Linked DNA regions of Mus musculus: all the other regions are linked to region 5. A link is a contact called in public Hi-C, HiCAR-type and promoter capture Hi-C data. All regions are on one chromosome and are shown on one strand. The core of a region is the stretch at or near the end of the contact, and the rest is flanking DNA. Distances in the headings are between cores, read along the strand shown.

Region 1 (4,414 bases), core at 1,317-3,816, 720 kb before region 5:
CCCATGAGCACAGTGTAACGACTGGGCAGATGTCAAAGGGTCGGTCCACTTGCATTCATTCGGCCAGGCTCCATCACAGAGCATAGAGAGATCTGACCCAGCTAGCCGGGTGTCCACCTTGTACTCTTGGTACTGATATAAAGTGTTTGATTTGCTTACCTGGGATTCTGGGACCCTCAGACTGAAAGGTCATGGCCATTTCCTGTTTCCCTCACACCATGCAGGCACCAGCTTTGTTTTGTTGGGATATGGCGCTATGTGGTGGCAGCCATTGTTGTCTTCCGCAGAAATGATGTTGCCACGTCAGCCTGACTGTGCCATGATGTTTTAAAGTGCGGACACGAGGGATGTCTTTAACACTTGGAAGCACTGAAGATTAAAGCACACATGGGGCTGATAGGAAGTCATGTTTCTGATCTGTGGCTCCTCAAGTGGTTGCTCATCTCTGCAGACATCACGGGGGCCCTACTCTCTACCTCTCTTCTTTCATGTTATGTGGACAATGCCATCACATATTCATATAGCAAAAATAACTCACGTCTTCAAATCATACAGCTTCAGACCTTAAGGAGAGAAAATCACCCCATGTGAACCAGCCAAGTGACACACAATCATCTCCACTCCTGTAGCAAGAGCATGAATCTAGTTGTCCCACCTTTCACTTTAAAAGTCCAAAGACCCAGAAGCTTATAAAATCCCTTTCTCTTAGAAAGGCTGAACTCACACATCATATCATACAATATAATGTCTGCCGTTTTAAAGTGTGATGGACATTTCCCCCTTGTGGACAGCAGAGAGTAAGGATTAATCAATGCAAGGTTCTTGTCTGACAGAGCTGGCCACAGCCACAGAAAGTCATGGCATTTCTGAAGTCCTGGCTACCAGTGTCTGCACATCTACACCATGTTGGTCTTTGAAGCAAAATTGTTCCCACACACATCCCCCTTAATGGAGAGGATGTTAATTTGCTGGAGTCTCCAATGAGTGATGCAAGGAATCAGTCAAAGTGGCCTGGATAAGAGCAGTGTGCAAGCAAAGGTTAATGCTGAGAGAGACTTCACTCTGTTTTAACACTCTCTCTCTCTCTCTCTCTCTCTCTCTCTGTCTCTGTCTCTCTGTCTCTCTCTCCCTCCTACTCACACACAGGAGAAAGAGTAAGACAGAGGCAGAGCCAAAGAAACAGAGAGAAAGAGATGCAGAGAGGCAGAGAGATGGAGGACTATAGGTCCTGAAAGCAGCCTACTGCTGAAATGTCGTCATTTTGTATGTTTTATTATTCTACAAGTTTGGTTTGATCACTCCAAATTACAGTTAGACAGTTACATTATTTAAATTTTTGACCATCTTCCTGCTTCCCTTGTTTGAGTCACTGCTGTTTTAGAATGTGTCTGTGATATGTCAATCTGAAGCCTCTGTTTGTAATGTTCACATTCCTTGGATACAGACAAAAAGTCTGGGAAGTGGGTGGAATGTGTCCCTTTGGGCTCCCCATTCATACTACTGAACCATGGTTTTTAGTTATTCAACTTGGGATTGATCATACTGTTCCCATAATAAGTGTCAGGCCAGCTGTGGCTGCTATCTTCTCTTTGGGTTGGTTTCCTGAATGCATTGAGATAACTCTAGGAGTGGAGACCCAGGTTGGAATAGGGAAGTGTGATAGATTTCAGTAGGAAGAATTTTTTAACTGATTCTGAAACAATGTGGCAAATATTTAGATATATATTTTCCTGATTCCAGTCTTTTTTATTTGCATACTTCTCCCACAATTTTTGTGCCACTGTATGTGGGTATATGTGGAGAGAACTTGATAAAATATTTCTGAGTTCTGGAAAGATCTCTGTGAGGCCGATCACCCTCTTCCGGGTTTACACATTCACCCATAGCATTGTTCTTAAGTGTGCTGACGCCCTGCAATGTGCTACTTAGTGATTTTAACCTGAACACCCAATACTAGGGTTACTAATATAAGGGGTGACCAAAAGTATATGTTGCCACTCTGTGTAAACATCTTAGGATCTTTCACCTTTGACCGATGAGCTCTAAGTGTTTACAGTTTATCCCTGTAGGAACAGCATGTTGCTGGGCTGAGGTCTATTTTATCCTGAATCATATGCGTATTTTTCCTCTCCCCAACACTCAGAAATAATAACCTCTCCACTTTACTCTTGAGATTTTAATTTTAAAGCTTCCGGAAGGAACACTGTAGAATTTGCCATCTTAGTGAATCCCTAACCCTACCTTGGTTAGTTTTGTTGTTGTTGTTTCAGGGTTTTTTTTTTCCCCCGTTCTTTCTATTTTTTTTCTTTTTTTTCTTTCTTTTTTTTTTTTCTTTTTAAGAGTGCCATAACCAGATGAAGCCTGAGCCTTCCCAAGATCTTTTACTAAAATCTGTGGCTGTTGTTACCTCTGGTAGAATCCCTTTCAGAAGGGGTTTTTCTGCCTAGGGGGACAGCGGTACTATTCATCCCTGCTGGAGGCCTGATTCCGGGGCTGGGGGCCCATACGTGGAGAGGGGAGGGGCCAGGGGGCGGCCCCCTTGTGACCAGCCCCGAAGAGAGGTCATAGAGAAGACTGGCAGAGGAGCGCCTGGACAGCAGCAGCAGCTGACTTTCTAGATGAAGCGCGCCTTGGGGCCCCAGGTAACAAACCCAGACCTTTTTACAAATCCGCGGGCTTGGGGAGCTGCGGTGGTTGCGGGGAGGGAGCATGCACTTTGGGGGTCGCGTACTGTGGATGGGGGTGGTCACGCGTGAAGGGAGTCTGAATTCTGGGGGAAACCCTAGGAAATGAGAGGACAGGAGCAAGAAACGGGGTGTGAGGGCACAGGCACGAAAGAGCAAGAGAGGGCGCTCGAGCGTGGCACACAGCAAGCGCGCTTAGGAGTAGAGGCTGGAAGCATAGGTAAGAAAGGAGGCAGGGGACACTTTCGTCCACTGAGTCAGTTTTTTTTCAAAGATAACCTCCTTTCAGCCATATTTAACATACATTGTTGACTCGAGGGGTTTAAAGATGCAAGGAAAGAACGTAGAAAAAGGTGCGCCAAAGCGAGGCTGCACAGAGCGCCGAAAAGACAGCGGGTTATGCCTTTTTAAAAGAGTTGCCATCCTTTTCACCCTAAAGCTCAGGACAGTCCCCTTCCCCCCTCCTTCCCCGGTACCAGCAGTTCTGGCGGCCTTTGGAGCAGGTAGCCGCGGGCTCGGGCTCGGCACGCCACGCGAGCCCCCGGTGCAGGGGCGGAGCCGCGGCCGCGCGCGGGGCTCGCGGCAGGGGGAGGGGCTGAGGCTAACGGCACCGCGGCCATGACGCCGGGCTGGCCGTCCACACGAGTTCCTGTCTCCCTCCACCCATAGTCATAGCTCATTCCCAGACGCGTTTCTTCCCAGGCTTGGGAGTGAGCCGATGGCCCACGTTCGAGAAGCGTCCCGGTCCTCCCGCTCTGTCGCCTGTTGGAGTTCGGGAGGTGGTCGAGGAGCCTGTCTGGAGCAGGCAGCTGAGAGTGCATCGAGATGCGGGGTACACAGGGAGCCCAGGAGATGAAGCCGGAGCTGTGGCCGGAGCCCAAGCCCACGTCGGAGAACTTAACAAGTAGGGGCAGTGGCAGCTATGAGAAGGTGCTCCCTTCTATCCCGGCTGCTTGTCACACCAGCTCCAGCTCGGTTTGCCCGCGCCGCAAGCCCCGCCCTCGGCCCCAGCCCAGGTCCCGCTCCAGGGGAGGGCGTGGGCTCAAGGCCCCACCCCCGCCTCCCGCCAAACCTCCGCCTCCCCCGCCAGCGCCGCCACCTCCACCCCTGCCCAAGCAGCGGTCGGTGGCCTGGCGCAATTCCAGACGTAGATCCAGGCCTGGACCCAGACCCCAAACACGGAAAAGCTACTCTAGTGACCATGGCTCCTCTAGGGATTCAGATGGCTCAGAGAACAGTTTACTGGAGGTAGGGTCTAATAAGGGTCCCACAGGCTGCTGTCATGTAGAGAGCTTTAAAGTAGCTAAAAACTGGCAGAGAAACCTGCGGATGATCTATCAGCGTTTCATTTGGAGTGGAACCCCGGAGACTAGGAAACGTAAGGCAAAGTCATGCATCTGTCAAATATGTAGTACTCACAAGAACAGACTCCACTCTTGTCTGTCCTGTGTATTTTTTGGATGCTTTACTGACAAACATATTCACATTCATGCCGAAACAACGCAACACAATTTAGCAGTAGACCTCTGTCATGGGGTTATATATTGCTTTATGTGTAGGGATTATGTATATGACAAAGATATAGAAAAGATCGCCAAAGAAACAAAAGAAAAAATTCTGGGACTGTTATCATCCCCTACAGGAGATGCATCTTATCAGCAGTTGATGGCATCTGAGGTGGAAGAAAACCAATTAACCTGCGAGTCAAAAGATCAGGAGACCAGTTTGGT
Region 2 (4,571 bases), core at 1,978-4,477, 600 kb before region 5:
GATTATATATGGAGGAATCTCTGGGGGGAAGGGCAGCCCAGCCCCTGAGCTAGAAAATTCAAGGATGGGGGCAGGGTGTGCCAGGCAGGAACTGAGGGATGCTGGAAGATCTAGGTCTGTGTCAGGTCTGCTTTGGTATGTAAAATATGTACCTCTCAGTCCCTTGTCCTGAGGTCTGAAACCAAACAATTTTTTGGTAAACCTTCTAGAATGCTCCAAGTGGTAGAAAAAAGTAAAGTTTTACGGAAAGCCATGCAAAACTGTAGTTCTTGGTCCATATTAAATAGCATTATCAAGGTTCACATTAATGTACCAAGGGCTGAGAAACAAAACAAAACAACTTACCAGTAGGGTTGCTGCTTAGTGTGAGGTACTCAGTCATAGAAAAACCTCAAGAGCCTCATCTGAAAACATATTGCAGAAATTGTAGCTAATGATAAAAGCTTTTTTATTCTGTATCGAGAAATCTGGAGGATGAAGTTACATTTGGGACATATTCTAGACTAGAAATGAATCCTGGATGGTCAATGCAAATTCAATTATAGAATTACTCTTTGTACCAGATACTCCAAACTAGCAATGTTCAAGTGAAAAGAAACCATGATGCCACACTCAGAAGCTAGATGTGGAACATGGGAGAATTGAAATCAGCAGCTAGAAGCTAGTGGCTGCCAGTTTAAAAACACAAAACAACAAACAAAAATAAACCATAATATTGGGGGGGGGGAATCAAATATCAAGAAAGATCTCTGACCTTAAATACATCTCTGAATTCCAAGCAGTTCATGGGTTTTTAAAAGGCAATTTAAATTCATTGTATGAAAAAATATGAATGTTAGATAAATTGAGTTGTTAAAAGGGGCACATTTTGACTAAAACTCAAAAAAAAAAATCCAAACACCCTAGTTTTATAGAAATGTTTAGGAAAAGATCTTTTAATAATCCTGGTTTTGCTCAGTGAGGTTAATCTGTTGGGATTATTTTGTTTATTGATATATTTTTTTATTAATTTCCATTATCTTGTTTTCTGTTTAGCATCTTCTCTCATGGCTTCTTAATCTCCCTCTTCTGCTTTGGATGTTATAAATGACATTCACATTCTTACTATTTTGAACTTAGTATATACAGCTATATAAGTAAATAGATACTAAACTCCAAAAATTACTACCAAAGCCTTCAGTAATTCTGTCCCATTAGCTATAGCAGAGTCCTCTCTATCCTTGAACCAACCATTTTAATTCGTCAGTATTATTTAGATATTTTTATATTTTCCCATTTTGAACACAAAATATTACACATAATTTGCTAATTGTCTCTTTTCATCTGTTTTCTCTGTCTTTTCTTATGGCTAAAAATTAATTGTATACCTTTGCATGTAGTGATGGTCTCTAAGGAACCTCTAACATGGTCTTTATTTTGTCCTCTCACTTGACTAATTTAGAGAATACAAAGATCTAAGTTATCTTATTTCAATATTTAAAATATTTTTAGCACCCATTATTGCATTCCCCTGTCTAACTGATGGTCCTTAACAAAAAGGATTTTTAATCCTCAACTGTTTCATAAGATTATTTTTATTGTTTATTGTTATTACTGTATAATTTTTAAAAATAAGGCACAAAAAATCTACAGCAATAAAAGCTAGAAATAACCTTCAAGGATGAGTGAACAGAGACTACAAAGAGAATTTAAAAAATCCTCTATGGTTGAACAAATGTTCTAAAAGTTATTCTGGATGACGTTTCCATATATGCATCCATTTGTCAAACTTAAACTGAATATGTACATTCCATGTATTATATATGTATTATTTCTAATTTTAAATGTGTAAGAAGGCAATGCTACCTTGTAGTAAGTGTCCTGCATAGAGGTCTCAGTACCTTCTGGGAGTAGAGTCAAGTATTCAGCCATCATACTGTAGGAAGGTCTCAGTAGAGTTCATATGAACTACTGAGAAAATTTCTCAAAGAAAAGAAGTATTGGGATTTTCAAGTTATCTAAATTATACAGCAAGTTTGCATCACAGACAGCTACAGCCTCTGGTATCATCACTACAGTCATTGTAAAACAAACCAGTAGCTTTATGCCAGCACTCTGACTTTATCAAATAAAGTCTTAACATCATTGATTAGCCTGCTTCTGACACACAGCCTCTGCATCAGTATTTACTATTGTTTCACTGTTGCAGAAGAGTAGAATTTGTTGTCTTCTTTTTAATTAAGGACACTTCTCTGAAGTCCAGATTCTACTGGCAGGGGAACAAAATTTGTTCATCATTGTGATGTAGTGCATTTGAAACAATCCTGTAAATATTGAGAGATTATTTTAGATAAATAACATGTCAGGAATAGAATGTATCTGGCCTTTCGGAAATTCCAAAGACCAGCACGCCCCTATATTAGCCTTTCCCTATATTTTTTTTTCCTTCATGTTATGAGGTTTTTACTCACTGCATCTATGAGTTTTATGCTGTTAGTTTTTGGTATGAAAATGTACCAAATGTCATTATTCAAATCTAGAGAATTATAGGTTAATTCTTTTAAGTTATAGAGGAATGTTATGTAAATCTCAGTATATTCCCCATTTCTCTTGACTGTGCTTCTATATTGTTATGATTCCTGCTTTATGTTGACTGAGTCTTTGACTGCGGATATGTACAGTTCATTGATCTCTTCTTTGACTATGACGTTTTCATTTACCAATGGGGGGGGGAGGAGTGTTTATTTATTGTATACGCATGCATGTGCACACTTGTACATATTGTACATTTGGGAGTCAGAAAATAACTCTTTCAGGCATTCCCCAGGAACTCAGAGGCTACTACTTCCAGGGAAGCAGATAGGCTAACTGCAGATCTTCACCTCTCCCTCCGTTTCTCCAAATCCAATTCCCCCTCTCATTCCCCAGCCCAACAGCAGAACACCTGCTGCTAGCCTCCCATCCCCCAGACAATGCTTATCCCAGCCCCCAACTCCAGCAGACTCTCCTTGGGAATCCACGGGTCACTTCTACCAGGGAAACAGGTAAGCTGACTGGCAGCTCTTCACCTATCCCTGCTCTCCTCCACAGCCAACCCCTCACCTCCCCCCCCCACCCCCCAGTCTCATCTCTAACTCTGCAGCAGAGCACCTGCTGAGGCCTCCCTTCCCTCCCCGCCCCCCACCTCCTTTGGATGGCACAGATCTTCCCCTCCTAACGTCCTTCCCTTACTCATTGCTTTATTGCAGACCCCAACTCCAGCAGGCACTCCCTGGGAACCCAAAGGCCATTCATTCCTGCCAGGCAAGCAGGTAGGCTGACTGCAGATCTTCACCTCTCTCTCTGCTCCTCGAAATCCAATCCTTCAGTCTCATCCCCAACTCTGCAGCAGACCACCTGCTGCAGCTTCCCTTCCCCCTCTGCCTCCATCTCCAATGGATCCCACTGATCTTCGCTTCCTATTCTCTCTCCCCAGTCATTGCTTTATCCCAGCGTCTGACTCCAGCTGGCACTCCCTGGGAATGCTCCCACTACTCTGGCCAAGGAAGCAGGTAGGCTAACTTCACCTCTAGCCCTGTTCCTCCAAATCCAACCCCCTGGTCACATCCTCAGCTCTGTAGCAGAACACCTGCTGCAGCCTCCCTTCCCCCTCTGCCCCATCACCAGTGGATCACCAGGTCTTGCCCTCCTAACCTCTCCACCCATTCATTCTTTTGTCCCAGCCCCCAACACCTGCAGGCACTCCCTAGGAATTCAATGGCTACTCAGACCAGGGAAACAAATAAGCTGACTCCAGACCTCCACCTCTCCCTCCATTCCTCCAAGTCCAACCCCCAGTTTCATCCCCAGATCTGTAGCAGACCTTCGGCTGTGACCTCTCCTCACTCTCTGCCCCCAGTCCCAGGGGACTAAGCAGATACTGGTAGTACACCCTGATTTCCTCCCTCCTGTGGACCCCCCCTCACCTCCTCTAGCCCATCTCCATTTCTACATGTCAGCTCCCAATACCCAGAAACAGATTTTAATTGGAAGCTCCAGTGGCCAAATCTATCAAGACCACAGGAGAATTTCCTACACAGGCACAGCAGTTTTTTAAGAACCAGAAAGACAAGACCAGATATCAGCATCTAGAATTAAGATGTTCCCAATTCCAGGGGCCTAGACCTAGAAAACAGACACACACACACACACACACACACACACACACACACACACACACACACACTCAATAACAGCCAGGACAGTGTGTCTCCACTAGAGCCCAGCTACCCTGCCACAGCAGGCTCTGAATATTCCAACATAGCTGAAGCTCAGGAAAAAGACATTAAAACAGCCTTTATGAATATGATAGAGGTCTTTAAAGACGAAATGAATAAATCCCCTCTAAAAATCTATGAAAACCGAGCAGCGAAAAGAAATGACTAAAACAACACCTCAAGACCCAAATGAGGAAAAAAGAGTCAATAAAGAAAACCCAAACTGAGAAATCTGGAAATTAAAAATTGAGGACCTTGAATTTAGGAACCTGAGAAAGAAGCTTTGCCAACAGAATACAAGAAATGAAAGAGTGAATCCCAGGCATTGAAGACAGG
Region 3 (4,087 bases), core at 612-3,111, 690 kb before region 5:
AATTTTAGTGTCGTTTCTACTTCTTTATTATTTTAGAATGTTTTCAGGTCTTTGCCAATGGCTCCTGTCAAGGTCTGTTAAGTATCCAGTTCCACACTCAATACCAAGTAATATGGCCACCCTTCCTACTGTCTTCTGCATTCTAGAAATGCTCCTTGGGTTTTAAAGCATCCTGTGATACCCTCTTTTTTTCTGTTCTATTCCCCAAATGATGTCATCAGTTTGTCTTCCTTCTCCTTAGTCCCTGCCCATTCCCTACAACACTTACTGCATTTCCATTCCCCACCCCCTCCCACAATCTTGAAATTTCTTGGAAACTAGATGCTTTCTGTTAAGGACTATTCCCAGCATCTAAATTTGGTCCTCATTTAACAGGTGGACAATAAATGAACAAAACATTCTGTTTACTATGCTTTTATTTATACTATTTGCACAGTGAGCATATTTACAAATGTGTTCCATTACAAGACATCAGACACAAGGGAAAGACAGAACAAATCTGTAATCTTCTTCCACTCACACTTTACTGGTTATTCCAAACTTTCAAAGAACAGCCTCTCAGTGGTACTTTCTATCCATCACACAACATGACACAAAGACTTCATTTAATAAGGTTAGCACAGCTGTTAATATCAAATGCCAACGACAGAAAAAAATAACATAAACTTTTCCTCAAGTATATATTTAAACATATTGTGATTCTTAGTCAACAGTGTTATAAAATGAATACAAGATAACAATATCTATAGCAAACACTACTTTGCAGTTTAACAATTAGCACTGGTCACAAATACCAAATACAGTGCCCTCCCCACCCTCCACAACCTTTTGAATTCAGGACCCTGCCTATCTACTCCATGGAGCAGATACTTTGGATTCTCTTTTCCACTCCTAAGGGTTTGCCTAGGATCTCTCTATGGAGCAGAATAACCCCTAGCACCCGAATTGAGAATAGCCTCAACCTCTGCATCATCATCTGAATCCCAGTCATAGTTACATGGCCAGTCTTTGGAGCATCGGTTCCGAACTCTTGCCACAAAATGCATGACTTTCAGCTTGCTAGATTCCACGTGTGCTCGAGGGCCCCAGAAGAACTCATACTCCACTGGACTGCTGCGGGGCACTGGCTTATAAATCAGATACCCTCTGCGCACAAACTCTTCTGTAACGACCTTCTTCGGATCTCCAAAGATGCTGTGCTGCCTCCCAGGCTGCATCCCTAACTTCCCCAGCACTTTCCACACCAGGGCCTCCTTTGCGCTGTTGCCCATGATGAAGATGAGGGCTAATATGGACATTAGGAGACTTTTCTTGGTGCCCTGAAAATTGCTCCGGGTAACCGGCTTTTGCACTAGGGCAGTGCTCGAAGCTTCTGAAGGGGTACTGGAGGCCTTCTCCAGGGTGCTTGTGTCTTCCTCCGGGCCGCTCAGGTATTCTTCGGGTGTGCTCGGGGCTACAGAAGCCGCCATCGGGGTCTCTGAAGCCTCTGAGGCCTGGCTCTTGCGATTGTTGCGATTCTCTTCAGCTGCCTTTGCGTTCCGGCGGCGCCGACTCTTCCGTCCCCGAGGCATGGCTCCTGCAAAGCGATGAAAGCCTGCAGCACTTGGAGAAGGCTATTGGCAGCGTCGGAGAAAAGTGGCTATCTTACTCAGGGACGGCCGCTGAACCGCAAACGCCAGCGGAGCCTTTGTGGCAAGGAACCAGTCGCTTTCAGCCACAAAGCCCTTTCCCAGGCAAGCTGACTTGCGCAAGGAGTCGCCGCCCGCACTCCCTGTAGCGCCAAGCGCGCAAGAAACCAGAGCAGCATTGGCCCCGCCCCTCCTGCCACGCACACGCCAAACACCCAAGAGGAAGTGGGACTCTCCCGCACAGGAACTTCCGCTAGCCGAAAGGAAAAGGAGCGGGCTGCATTTTGAGTCCCACAATGGTAGTTAAGACAGCTAGGGGGCGGGGGGTTGCAGGGATTTGTCCTGCGCGCAAGAGAATGTCGGTCTTCTTTAGGCAGGTGCACACATTATCCTATTGGTTCATAGCTTTTGGCAAGCAGTGGGCCCTTCCAGTCTCACCAAAGGCGGGCTGAGAGGGGTGGGGTGGGGTGGGGGAGGGGTGCGGCGGGGCACAGGCTTGCAAGAGGTCAGCTGACCCCAGCCCTCCTTGGCTGCCTTGGCTTACACAGCATATTCACTCTCCCGCCTGGGTTTTCAGAAGGCGTTTATGTGTGGCTAATTAATTCGTGGGCCCATCAGGGACCCGAAGAATAGACTTAATGACCAAAGCGGTGGGTGAGGGGAGGCAGCAGTGCGCAGGAGACGCAGAGCCTGTACCCTGCTACGTGTTCGCCTGGTCAATTAAGCGGGGGCAGTGAGAAGATCAGGCTTAGATTTGCGCAGCCTCACGGAGGCCAGAGTACTTCCTGGCAGGCCACAGAGGAAGCAATTAGAATAAGAAGCAGCTGGATGAAAGTGAGCTGTTGCCATGGGGACTGAGAGACAGAAAGGCATTTGAAGGGAGACCACAGGCAGGCTTCAGACAATGGGTGGGAATGGGGAGCAGAGAGATGGTATGGTGCGGTTGGATCCTGGATTTCTAGGCCGGCCAGCCAGCTTACCTGCCTCGACTCGCTCCCCTCGGTGCACACTCTGAACTTTGTCCACTCCTTCTCTCTGCTCAGGTTCCTCTGCCTGAAATGCCTCCCCTCCATCCTCCACTCTCTAAGTACCACCTGCTTCTCCCAGGCAGCTTCCTCGCTCGCTCAAGTTCATTTCGGCCTGCCCCAAAGAGTAATGAGTCAGTTCCTACTCCCCCAAGGGAGGCCCCATAGCCAGGCATGCTGCTTTTCTTGTGTCATTTGAAGCGTGAACTTGCTCAGATCCTTCACCTCTCTGAGCCTGGCTTTCCCCCTTGAAAGTGGATGTAACTCAAGCACTGGCTTCAGAGTTGTGCGAATTCAACGAAAAGCCTTTACTGCCTAGTAAGCACAGATTTGCCTCTAAGTGCGTTGCAAGCAGCAGCAGCAGGTGAGAGTGGCATTTAAGAAATGCGCCTTGAGGGAATATGTGGTGGAAAGATTTTACATGTGTTCCGTTTTTGAAAAAATGGTTTGGTGTGAGTGTGTGTGTGTGTGTGTGTGTGTGTGTGTGTGTGCGCGCGCGCCCCGTGTGCTTGTGCCCTGTGTGCTGTATACACGAGGGGTTAGCAGAGGGCGTGGGACCCCCTGGGACTGAGTTAGAGGTGCTTGAGATCTGCTCGCTATGGGTGCTGGCAACCTAACTCGATTCCTCTGGAAGAGCAGCAAGTGTTCTCTTAACTGCTGAGCCATTGCTCCCGCCCCTCATATGTGCTCTCAGTTCTTGGAAGGTAAATGGATATTTTCTGCTTGTTTCACTGGAAGGGATGAAGCATGTGTTTGACAGTGTCTCAGCTGGGAATCCTACTGGGAAATTAACCCTGTGGGGCTCATAGACTTTGGCAGCTCCCAGCTTTTTGGTAGAGTTTGTGGACCAGGATATGGCCTTATCTAGCGAATGAACTCTGTGGTGGGTGATGCGTGTCACTGGCAACAGCATTGCCAGCACAACTTGACCCAGTGAGGCTCAGACACCTGTGCGCGGGTAGAAAGGAGATGCCTGCTGGAGAGAAACAGTCATTGAAATCAGAACTGGGAACAAGAGTTTGGGGCTGGTGTGTATCTGTTCCAAGCCTTTGATGAGTTTATTGAACATCCCAGTCCTCTGATTTGTTCTATACAGAAAAAGCTGATCTCTCTGGCTTGGTCTGTCCAGCTTGCTTCCTATCTCTGTGAAAGTTAATGCTAAATACTACTATATTTTCAGTCTTTCTTTTCATTCTTGAGATTATAATTGCAGCAATTCTCCCTTCCTTGTCCTCCCTCCAAACCGTCCCATAAACCCTCCCATACTGTCCTTCCAATTCAGGCTTCTTTTTTTTCCCCACTAATGGTTATTCCCTGAATATATGTATATACATATAGGTATATATTCCTAAATATAACGTGTTCAGTCTGTGCAATGCCATTTGGATGTATGGCTTGGGAGCTGATCATTTAGCACTGGACAAGCAGTTGGTG
Region 4 (4,247 bases), core at 1,050-3,549, 580 kb before region 5:
ACTCTTCAAAAGCTGCCTTCAGTGGCATATTTCCTTCAATAAGGCCACACCTCTTAAACTTCTCCAAACAGCACCTTCAATTGGGGGAATAAATGCACACATGAGCCTTTGGGGAACATTGTTGTTCAAAGCATCACACTATTTCACTAAAATCAAACTCAATTTAACTTTTGTCCCACTTCTTCTGTCTTTAAGAAAACCCAACTCTATGAAGTGTTTATATTTTTCCTTACTCACAGGAGCATCCACTGAACATGTGAAGATGAGTGTTTATAAATTTCTTGACTCCTTATCCTTGTTTCCTACTTAAACTTCAAAAGCCCTGGAAGAAGATTCAGAGGTCATACCTAGCCTGTCTTATAATCATCTCCACTAAGGTTGTTGATTACATTTAGAGCAAAAAACACACCCCCAAACCAATCCATGCATGTGTGCCATACCATCTTACTATTTCCAACCTTAATTGTTCTTTCAGTACCGAACAGAAATCCTTGCGGCATGCTTCTTTATGCTGTTCTTTTGCTTATCTTTCAAATGGTTAACATCTCGGCCAATTTCCCAAAATGATCTTGCTTTTCCAACACTGATAATAGAATACAATAGCTGGGATAGTTTCCCATATACACCACCTATCATCAACTTCTAGAGACTGCTTTGTGTCCATGCCTACTCTTGTCTCCTACTCATGTCTCCATAGAATTTTTGTCTTCTATCCAGAAGGAATGTTGCTAGCTGTGCTCTAGCTTCCTCTCCTTCTCCTCTCCAGAAATTTTGTAGCAATTGTTTCCTCTCTTTTCATTGGCTTTACTTCCTAAAAATGTCTAGGCATGCTCATTCTCAAAATACACTCATGTGTTGTGGATATTAAAGAACTATCATACATTTTCTCCTTTCTGTTATTAATCAGAAATTCCTTAACACATTTGTTCTTATCTTTATAAAAAAAACAGTACTCAGTGAATATCGAGTATATACACACATTCTGGTCTGTGAACCTAGTGTATAGGAGAACATTTTTCAAAAGTAAGTGCTTGTCCTTATAGCGTTTAAATAGAAATCCTATACTCAGAGATCAAATAAACAAGATTATTGCCATGTCAGTAAGTATTATACTCTACACAAAGAACTACAGGCAACCAAGGAATGCCCAGAGCAGGAGAAATAATTTTCCCTAGGGAAGAATACACTGTCTGGTTCTTCAATACCAACTGCTCAGCCCTGAAAACATATATATGAGATTATTATACAGACTGAGCGGGTTATATTAGGAATATATATGTATATACATATATGTGCATATAACAACAACCAATGAAAAACGAAGCCATGACTTTGAAAGAGCAAGGAGAGTTGTTTATATGACAAGGTTTGGAGGGAAAAAAGGGAAAAAAGAAATGTGTCTACAGTATAATCTCAACAACAAAAGAAAAACTACAAAGGAATATTATGAATTAAAAAGCATACAACAGAAAATAACTACTGCAGGTTCAAAAGACTGTTGTACTCTAATAGAGTATGGGTTGGGAAGACCTCTGGAGGACATTACCTATAAGCTGAGAAAGTTGAGGCCATTACAAACTGTGAATGGCAAATTCAGTCTTTCAAGGGAGCATCAACCTATGCCACTCTTTTTCCCAGCCTGTAACCTTGGTGTCACATTTAAAAGAGTTCCAAGCCTAAGAAGCTCTTAGGTCATTGAGGTTGGAACTTGCTGCGTTGAGATTTGAGAGCTGGTTGACAAATCACTTCTTCTCCACATAAAACTCTGTATGTAGCAAGTATCTCATGATGATCATCAGAAACTTTAAAATTATGTTTGCAACTTTTAAAAGTTAAGTGGCGGACGTGTTAAACCCTCCGTGTGGTTCTGGTCCTGGCAATAACAACTTATTGAGAGTTTTCTATGGGAAAGACAGTTTAAAACACTTTAGATGGATTGCTTTTTTAATTACTTGAACTGTCATAAGGATTAACGGGAAGAAAAGTTACCAAAATGCAAAAATGCACAGGGCCCTAATCATAGGGAGTAGTGAAAACGGCTAGCTGGCAGGTGCTGAAATTGCAACCTTCTCCTTTAACTCTGAGCAGCGAGTGGGCGGGGCCGCGTCCATCAGTGTCTAGGTGCCCGCAGGCCGCCCTAAGGGCCAATGGCGCGGAAATGAGAGCCCGGGCCACGTGATGGCGGGTGGCACTCTGGCTTTCCTAAAGCAGTCTCTATGGTATTCTTCCAAGCAAACCCAGGGCCCCCCCAAAAGGGTAGCGGCACGTGACAGGCCCTGGGACTACGGCAGGTTCCCACGTGATCCTGGCCTGCAGTAGCGTGGTTGCGGTGAGGTTCTTGCGCTCCTGAAGGGCGGGCGCGGAAGTAAGAGCATCCTCAGGCGGACCGTGACTGGCAGCGAGGTCGGGAGGAGCCACCAGGCAGTGACCGCTTTGCTTCTGCAGCTCCGCTCCGCTCATTCCGTTATCTCAGCCTTTGCAGTCTGTACAGAAGCTGACCAAGTTACCTTTGGGTCTTGAGACCTTGGCGAGTGAGGCCCAAACTCGGGACCAACTCCTCATCCACCTTGCCCTCCCTCTCCTCCATCTCTTCCTTTGCACGCACCGAATCGAATCGCTTGCTCCTTTGGGCTGGCCTGCTCGGCTGTGCCTGGAGACTAAGTTCGGGTCGGTAAAGGTAACTGTGGGAAAAGCGGCCCCCCAGTGGACAAAGGCGGAGGCAGGGATAGATCAGGCCCCGCGGGCCCTGGGTGCTGAGCGTAGGCAGGTGAGCCAGAAGAACGGTACTGCGGATTTAGAAGGCACTGTGAAGGACTTGTTGCACGATGGAAGAATCTGACTCCGAGAAAAAGACAGAGAAAGAGAATGTGGGCCCAAAAGTGGAGCCTCCTCTAGGGGAGCCGGAAGGATCGCTTGGGTGGGTAAAGGGGATTATGTTGCACCTGGGAGGGAGGGCATGCTAATTGTAAAGAGTATTGTGAGATGCAACAACCTCTAACCTGCAGTGATGAATTGCTTTAATTTACCAATATGGTTGATTGATATCATGCCCTTGATGACGGAAAACAGAATAGAAACACCCTTTGCCTGGATGTGGGATTCCTGGTTTATGCGTAGTCTTCTAATTGAGACAGTTCTGAGTTGTTTTCTGTTTTCTATAAAGGTTATTTGATGTTATCACCTTGTTGATGATAAAAAAGGAAAGGACAGACATTTGCTGACCAATGACGTATAGTGCGATATGCCTATTTGAGAACTGCGTTATATGTACTTTGTGCCTTTAATGAATGAAATACAGCTTGGAAGGACGATTGAAGGTCCAAAGATGCTTCTAGATTTGAAAAATACGGAGATGAATTTAAAAAAAATAGTATTCAGATTATGACAATATTGTTTGATTTATAAAAGTACCCAGAGTGTTGCTTCAGCTTTATGACAAAATATCAAATCTTGAATTTAAATGGTTTCTATTCCTAAATATGCCATCCTAGGAAGCGTCTCCCGAGCTGATGAAGGAAACAGGGAGCATAAACCCAGCTTTATAATTTAGGAAAATGAAGACTTCTGAAAAGAGGTCTCATCCATACTTAGCTGCTTTAAAGAATATTCGTCTGCATCTTTCAGTTTACTTGTGTGTCCCCCCCCCCACCCCCCGCCCCCGGCAATTAGATCACGAAAACACCATCTTTTGGTTTATATCTACAGGTGGGCAATGCCAAATGCAGCCATGAAGAAAAAGGTAAGATGTGTTAGCTACATCAGTAACATGAAGAAAAAGGTAAGAAGCTGCAGTTCAGGGAATCTGGCTTTTTCTGGATTGTGGCAAGAATCTATGGGGTCTTTGAGACACTCATCCCCTTATTTACTGTCAGATTTACTTTGTCTAAAATTAATCTCATGGAGTCAAGCCAGATACAAATATTACACAGCCCTCTGTGTGTGCACTGATTCTTTAACCCAAATCAAATGTTACGTGCAATTTTTTTTTCTAGCTGGAATTGGATGTTCTTTGCTTTGCTTTGCACTTTTATTGGGACTTAGACAATATCCCTAAGACTGTAGCTCAGGAGCAATATTTCTTGACCTTTTTGGGATTTAGTATCACTTGTGAAGTACTGGTAATAACCTTCATAGGGATATTAGGAAGTTTACATGAATAAACTCCCTGTACACCACAAACATAATTATCCTCACCATGTAAGGTTAAAAAAGCTCCCATATTTTTAGCCTGACTTTATCTAAAATTT
Region 5 (4,687 bases), core at 1,688-4,187:
CCCACTACTGGTTCTGTGGTTCATACTGTGCTAGTTTTATGAGCTGGAAAAAAGATTAACTTGAATAATTGGGGGTGGGGTTATTTTGAAACATCTGAGGAAAAAGGAGCCTGATCCCTAACAAAAACAAAAAAATAGAAAATGGTTCTAAATGTGATGGTGGTTGCTAGGGAAAAGTGAAGATGGGATATGTGTTTAATGAGAATTAAATGTTGAGAGATTGGCTGTAGAATCAGGTAAATAAACTTAACACTACTGGCCTGTATATTTAGAAAAGACTAAGATAATGAGAAATATGGAATGTGTATTTTACCGAAATCAGAAACAAACAAATGGCCTGGGAGTGTAGTTCAGTTGGTCCAGGGTTCCATCTCAAGCAATGCATAAACCAGGATTAGTGACAACTATCTGTAATATCAGCACTTGAGAAGGTGGAGGGAGAAGGCTAAGAGTTCAAGGTAATCTTCCAAGACTTACTGAGACCCTATCTGTCTTAGAGAGGGTTTAACTGCTATGAACAGACACCGTGAACTCTTATAAGGGCAACATTTAATTGGGGCTGGCTTACAGGTTCAGAGGTTCAGTCCATTATCATCAAGGTTGGATCAGAGCAGCATCCAGACAGGCATGGTGCAGGAGGAGCTGAGAGTTCTACATCTTCATCTGAAGGCTGCTAGTGGAAGACTGATTTTCAGGCAGCTAGGATGAGGGTATTAAAGCTCACACCCACAGTGACACACCTACTTCAACAGGGCCACACCTTCTAATAGTGCCACTCCTTGGGCCAAGCATATACAAACCACCACTGTCTGAAAAAAAAGGCAAAACTCAAAACAAATCTAGTCATGTTATAAATAGTACAGAGTGACTATAGCAGTCTAAGTTGAAACTGTGTCACATCAAGACAAACTTATCATACATCAAACCTTCCTGATATTGCTAGAAATTTTAATTCTTGTCATTTTATCATTCATCTCTCTAAACTTGCTAAAACTATAGCAATGAAACAATTGGACCTCAATCTTTGCTCTGATTGATATATGTGGTCTTGCATATTTTTAGTTGGAACGTGCATGAAAAGATCACAAGGCTAATTATTTTGAGAACTGATATGGTCTTTAATTTGAACAATATAACAGCTGCAGTGTTCATTGGAGTGAAGGACTAACATTCGATGAGATGCAACCGTAGAAGATAAGGCATAGATTAATTATTTTCACTAAGGATGATCAGCTACCCAGAAAGGCATTTGGCAATATTTTGTGGTATTTTTGGTTATTATAACTGAGGTGCAAGAAGTACTACTGGTAGAGTCACAGCTTAGAATATTATTAAACACCCTACAGTGTACTGACAGGTCACCATCTCTCTCTCTCTCTCTCTCTCTCTCTCACACACACACACACACACACACACACACACACACACACACAACATCTACTTTCAGAGGTCATCAGCATAAGTTTTAGAAATTCTAGGCTACAGCCTTCTGATTTTTTTGCTTACTTTTCCTTTAACTTTGTCACAGCTTTTCTTCCATCTGCCATGACCTACCAGAATTCCATTTGTACTCAGTTCTATTTCTGTCTCTATTTTTTTCTTGGCATAGTACCCACACCCATAACTTCAACTATTACTCCTAGGATGTTGACTGCTATCATGTTTAAGTACAAATGTTCTTCTGGTTCTAAAGCATTCTCTCTAATATTCCTCACTGTTTTTTTCCCTTAGGATTTTCTGGTTCTAGTAGTAGCAGTTGATACCCTGATCTGTAAGGACTTAACTGGGGGCACATATTACATATTGGAGTTAGGAAAGGCAAAAATAGAAGTGATGTTATTAGATTTTAATTTTTTTTTAGTAAAAAAAAAACCCGTAGGGCTGTTGAATCTTACCAAATATCTATTGGTACCTTATTTATGTAAGAGACTGTGCTGGGTGCTTGGGGGGAAGGCAGCCATCTTAAAGGTGTGAGATAGCTATGGCAGTAACTGGTTTGAACGGATTATCCTTAATGTGGTATCATTTTGCACATAAATTATCATAGGTGGAAACCCAAATTCCAATAATTCAATTAATAAAATACAACAGAGCTTGGAGGCGGTTCGGAGTTTGTGTGACATTATAGATTGAGATTTCTCCATTATAAACCAATGAGGGTGGTAGTGGAAAAGTGGGGTTTCATTTATGCACAGGCAAGTGGCAGAGACATTAAGGTTATGGAGCGATGCCTGTCAAAGAAATTCAGAAGCTTTTTCTCTGTTTTGTGAACCTTCTGGTAACTGTTTCTGGTTCCTTACCATATAACATAGAATATAACATACCACAATAGTAAGATGAGTCATTGTTTTCCATAACCCTAAAAAAGAAATAAAATCTTGCCGATTAAACATGGAGTGTCACCCGTTGTCTGTTTTCAAAGAGATCTTGGCTGTTGGAATGAGAAAAAAAAATACAGTGAATTTTCAAAGATGACAAAATTTTAAAATTATAAAGTAAACAGAGGTCTTGGTTTATGATGAATTTATTGTGCGTCCATTTTCCACAACCGGTTTTCAATTTTAACACTGTAATCAATAAGTCAACGTGTTTGTACACAGCTTCCTAGATGGTTGTACCCCTTTCATGGCTCTGTGATGTGCTGTGCGTAAGGGACTGCAGTGTAAAACGCTTGATTTCTTTGGTTACAGCACTCCCGCGACCATGCCACACACTCATTGATTAACACCTGCCCCGTTGGCAAGTTACAGCAAATTAGTATTTTTTTAAATTAAATTGTACAAAACTCTCCATACAACTAATTAAACTGTGAGAGAGATGTGCTGTGGAAAAGCACTTTATTAAATGCGCTCCTTTTTTTTTTTTTTTCTCTTTGCATTCCATTCTCGTAGAAAGGTTAAAGTGGGCTGGGGAACGGAGCGCTGAGGAGGCGGAGAAGGGATATACGTCTCAGGATACAGGAAATACGGTAACAGCGAAACCAGGAGGAAGCCAGCCCCGTGCCTGGAGGGGATCCGCCATCTCAGATCTCGGCCTTGCCAGGGCCCACCAGAGAAAACTAACGCTCTGGTCCTGTCATACCTATGGGGGACCAACCTTGTGCCTCCGGGAGATCCACGCTCCCACCAGGAAATACGCGGGAACCCAAGCCTCCAAAAAAGCGCTGTGTCCTGGCTCCGCGGTGGGATTATCCCGAAGGGACTCCCAGTGGAGGTAGTAGCACTCTCCCCTCGGCGCCTCCTCCTGCATCTGCTGGACTCAAGTCGCACCCTCCTCCTCCGGAGAAGTAGTGAAATAGATTTTTTTCCCAGCCGAAATCAGGTCAGATTCTTTCGTTCTCATCTGGGACATCCAGGCTCTCTGAAACTTAATTATGCCTTTCCCCAGCTCTTCCCTGTTTTCCTGTTCTTTCCACAAATTCAAAGAGAAAAGAAACAAGTACAGGCATTGAAAAGTCTTTCTTTTTTTAAAAAAAAAGTATGCTTGGATGAAATAGGTATTTGATTGCGGTGAGTAATTAAGATATTTTACATGAGTTAATTGTAATTTTAAAAACTGCAGTGTTTTGATTTTCATGACAGGCCAAGGTATAGTGAGATACTAACACAATGTTCCCTGGCTAATAAATTAAAACTGGGTGGGGATTTACTATACTCTTCTGTTTTTGTGTATATATTGAAATTTTTTCCATTTAAAAATGCTTAGCCCAAGACCAAGTGTAAGGATGTACTAAAGGCCTAATGCCTGTGCCCAGAGGAGATTGTAAAGTGAGCTTTGAGAACTGGGTTTTTTTTTTTTCTGTGTAAGATGGTATTTAGTAAGTGAAAACAAGTTATAATATGATGGTCAAACCCAAGTACCATAAAAATGTGCTTGTTCAAGGTATTCAGGAATCATGGAGGATGGAGATGGCTCTTGATGGAGCCTGTTAGTCTTCAAGAGCCATCAAAGAGGAGGGGGGAATTTGTGGGTGGGCCTTAAAGGGTGAGTGACATCTACCATATGGGTTAGGATGCTTTTTAGGCCTAGTGTTTCTACAATGAAAGCCAGAGGGCAAGATTGTTCTGGGGCAGCGTGGCTGTAATTCTAAGTCTGTGAGAGAAGTGTGATACAGGGCTGTAGGCCTTGAGTGTTTTGCTAAGGAGTACGCAGTTTATTCTGGATGAACGAGTAGCATTGGAAATTTCCAAATAAGGACTATTTGTGTTTTAAGACTCTAACTCTTATTTTCACAGAACTAATAGCTCATTTGAATGAGGCTTATGTTAAAAAGAAAACAAATGAACAAGTTTGACTCAGGCTCACAGTTCTTCTTCATCTTCAATCTTTATGGAGCCCTTGCTGTGGTTAGGCCTTGAACAGGGAGGTGTGGGGGACAGATGACCAAAACTTAGCAGGAGTAAAATAGATATTTGAGCTAATCAATGAATATTATTGAGTGAACATTCTGGGTATCAGGTTTGTTGCTAAAGCATAAAAAAAATGGAGTCTCATTTCACCTAAAAGCAGTTGATTGTCATTCCAATAGGCCGGTCCTTCCCTCTTTTTTTTTTTTTTTTTTTTAAACCTCTATTCAGAGTGAAAATGGTAATTTAACAGGCAATAGGGAAAGAAATGCTCACCTAGGAAACAAAGGGGGCTATTCAGGGCAAGAAGTGTTTAAGAGCTGCGTAATTTTCCCCAGTGA

Evidence for each region. Promoter capture Hi-C pulls out the DNA fragments that hold promoters and counts their contacts. A called contact is a pair of places that touch in the nucleus more often than the background predicts. HiCAR-type assays count read pairs that join an accessible place to other places.
Region 1: a contact with region 5 is called in a HiCAR-type map of astrocytes, with 3 times the contacts expected there. The contact joins the promoter of Usp51 here to the promoter of Nbdy in region 5. A contact is called at or near these places in 6 of 39 promoter capture datasets (the 3T3-L1 cell line, the C10 cell line, cranial neural crest and 3 more) and 3 of 115 datasets of contacts at active chromatin or transcription factors (astrocytes, embryonic forebrain and embryonic stem cells).
Region 2: a contact with region 5 is called in a promoter capture Hi-C map of embryonic stem cells, with 2.7 times the contacts expected there. The contact joins the promoter of Foxr2 here to the promoter of Nbdy in region 5. A contact is called at or near these places in 3 of 39 promoter capture datasets (cranial neural crest, embryonic stem cells and hippocampal neurons).
Region 3: a promoter capture Hi-C map of second pharyngeal arch cranial neural crest shows a contact between it and region 5. The contact joins the promoter of 9530051G07Rik here to the promoter of Nbdy in region 5. A contact is called at or near these places in 5 of 39 promoter capture datasets (the 3T3-L1 cell line, cranial neural crest, frontonasal cranial neural crest and 2 more) and 1 of 484 Hi-C or Micro-C datasets (the N1E-115 cell line).
Region 4: a Hi-C map of the N1E-115 cell line shows a contact between it and region 5, with 11 times the contacts expected there. The contact joins the promoter of Rragb here to the promoter of Nbdy in region 5. A contact is called at or near these places in 8 of 39 promoter capture datasets (the 3T3-L1 cell line, 3T3-L1-derived adipocytes, the HPC-7 cell line and 4 more), 5 of 484 Hi-C or Micro-C datasets (the Ba/F3 cell line, the HPC-7 cell line, the N1E-115 cell line and 2 more) and 4 of 115 datasets of contacts at active chromatin or transcription factors (embryonic forebrain and embryonic stem cells).

Annotation. Positions count from the first base shown.
Region 1 is chrX:153,003,903-153,008,316 of GRCm38.p6, forward strand. Usp51 (ubiquitin specific protease 51) reads left to right here and starts at 2,567. Exons shown (of 2, transcript NM_001137547.1): 1 at 2,567-2,642; 2 at 3,387-4,414. The coding sequence starts at 3,510.
Region 2 is chrX:153,115,561-153,120,131 of GRCm38.p6, forward strand. Foxr2 (forkhead box R2) reads left to right here and starts at 3,228. Exons shown (of 4, transcript NM_001034894.3): 1 at 3,228-3,290; 2 at 3,455-3,530.
Region 3 is chrX:153,035,768-153,039,854 of GRCm38.p6, forward strand. 9530051G07Rik (RIKEN cDNA 9530051G07 gene) reads left to right here and starts at 1,862. Exons shown (of 4, transcript NR_040272.1): 1 at 1,862-1,927; 2 at 2,672-3,017. Mageh1 (melanoma antigen, family H, 1) reads right to left here and starts at 1,796. Exons shown (of 1, transcript NM_023788.3): 1 at 399-1,796. The coding sequence starts at 1,571. The coding sequence ends at 915.
Region 4 is chrX:153,137,659-153,141,905 of GRCm38.p6, forward strand. Rragb (Ras-related GTP binding B) reads left to right here and starts at 2,300. Exons shown (of 11, transcript NM_001004154.2): 1 at 2,300-2,917; 2 at 3,706-3,739. The coding sequence starts at 2,826.
Region 5 is chrX:153,720,617-153,725,303 of GRCm38.p6, forward strand. It overlaps Nbdy (negative regulator of P-body association), which reads left to right and starts at 2,938. Exons shown (of 4, transcript NM_027327.1): 1 at 2,938-3,321.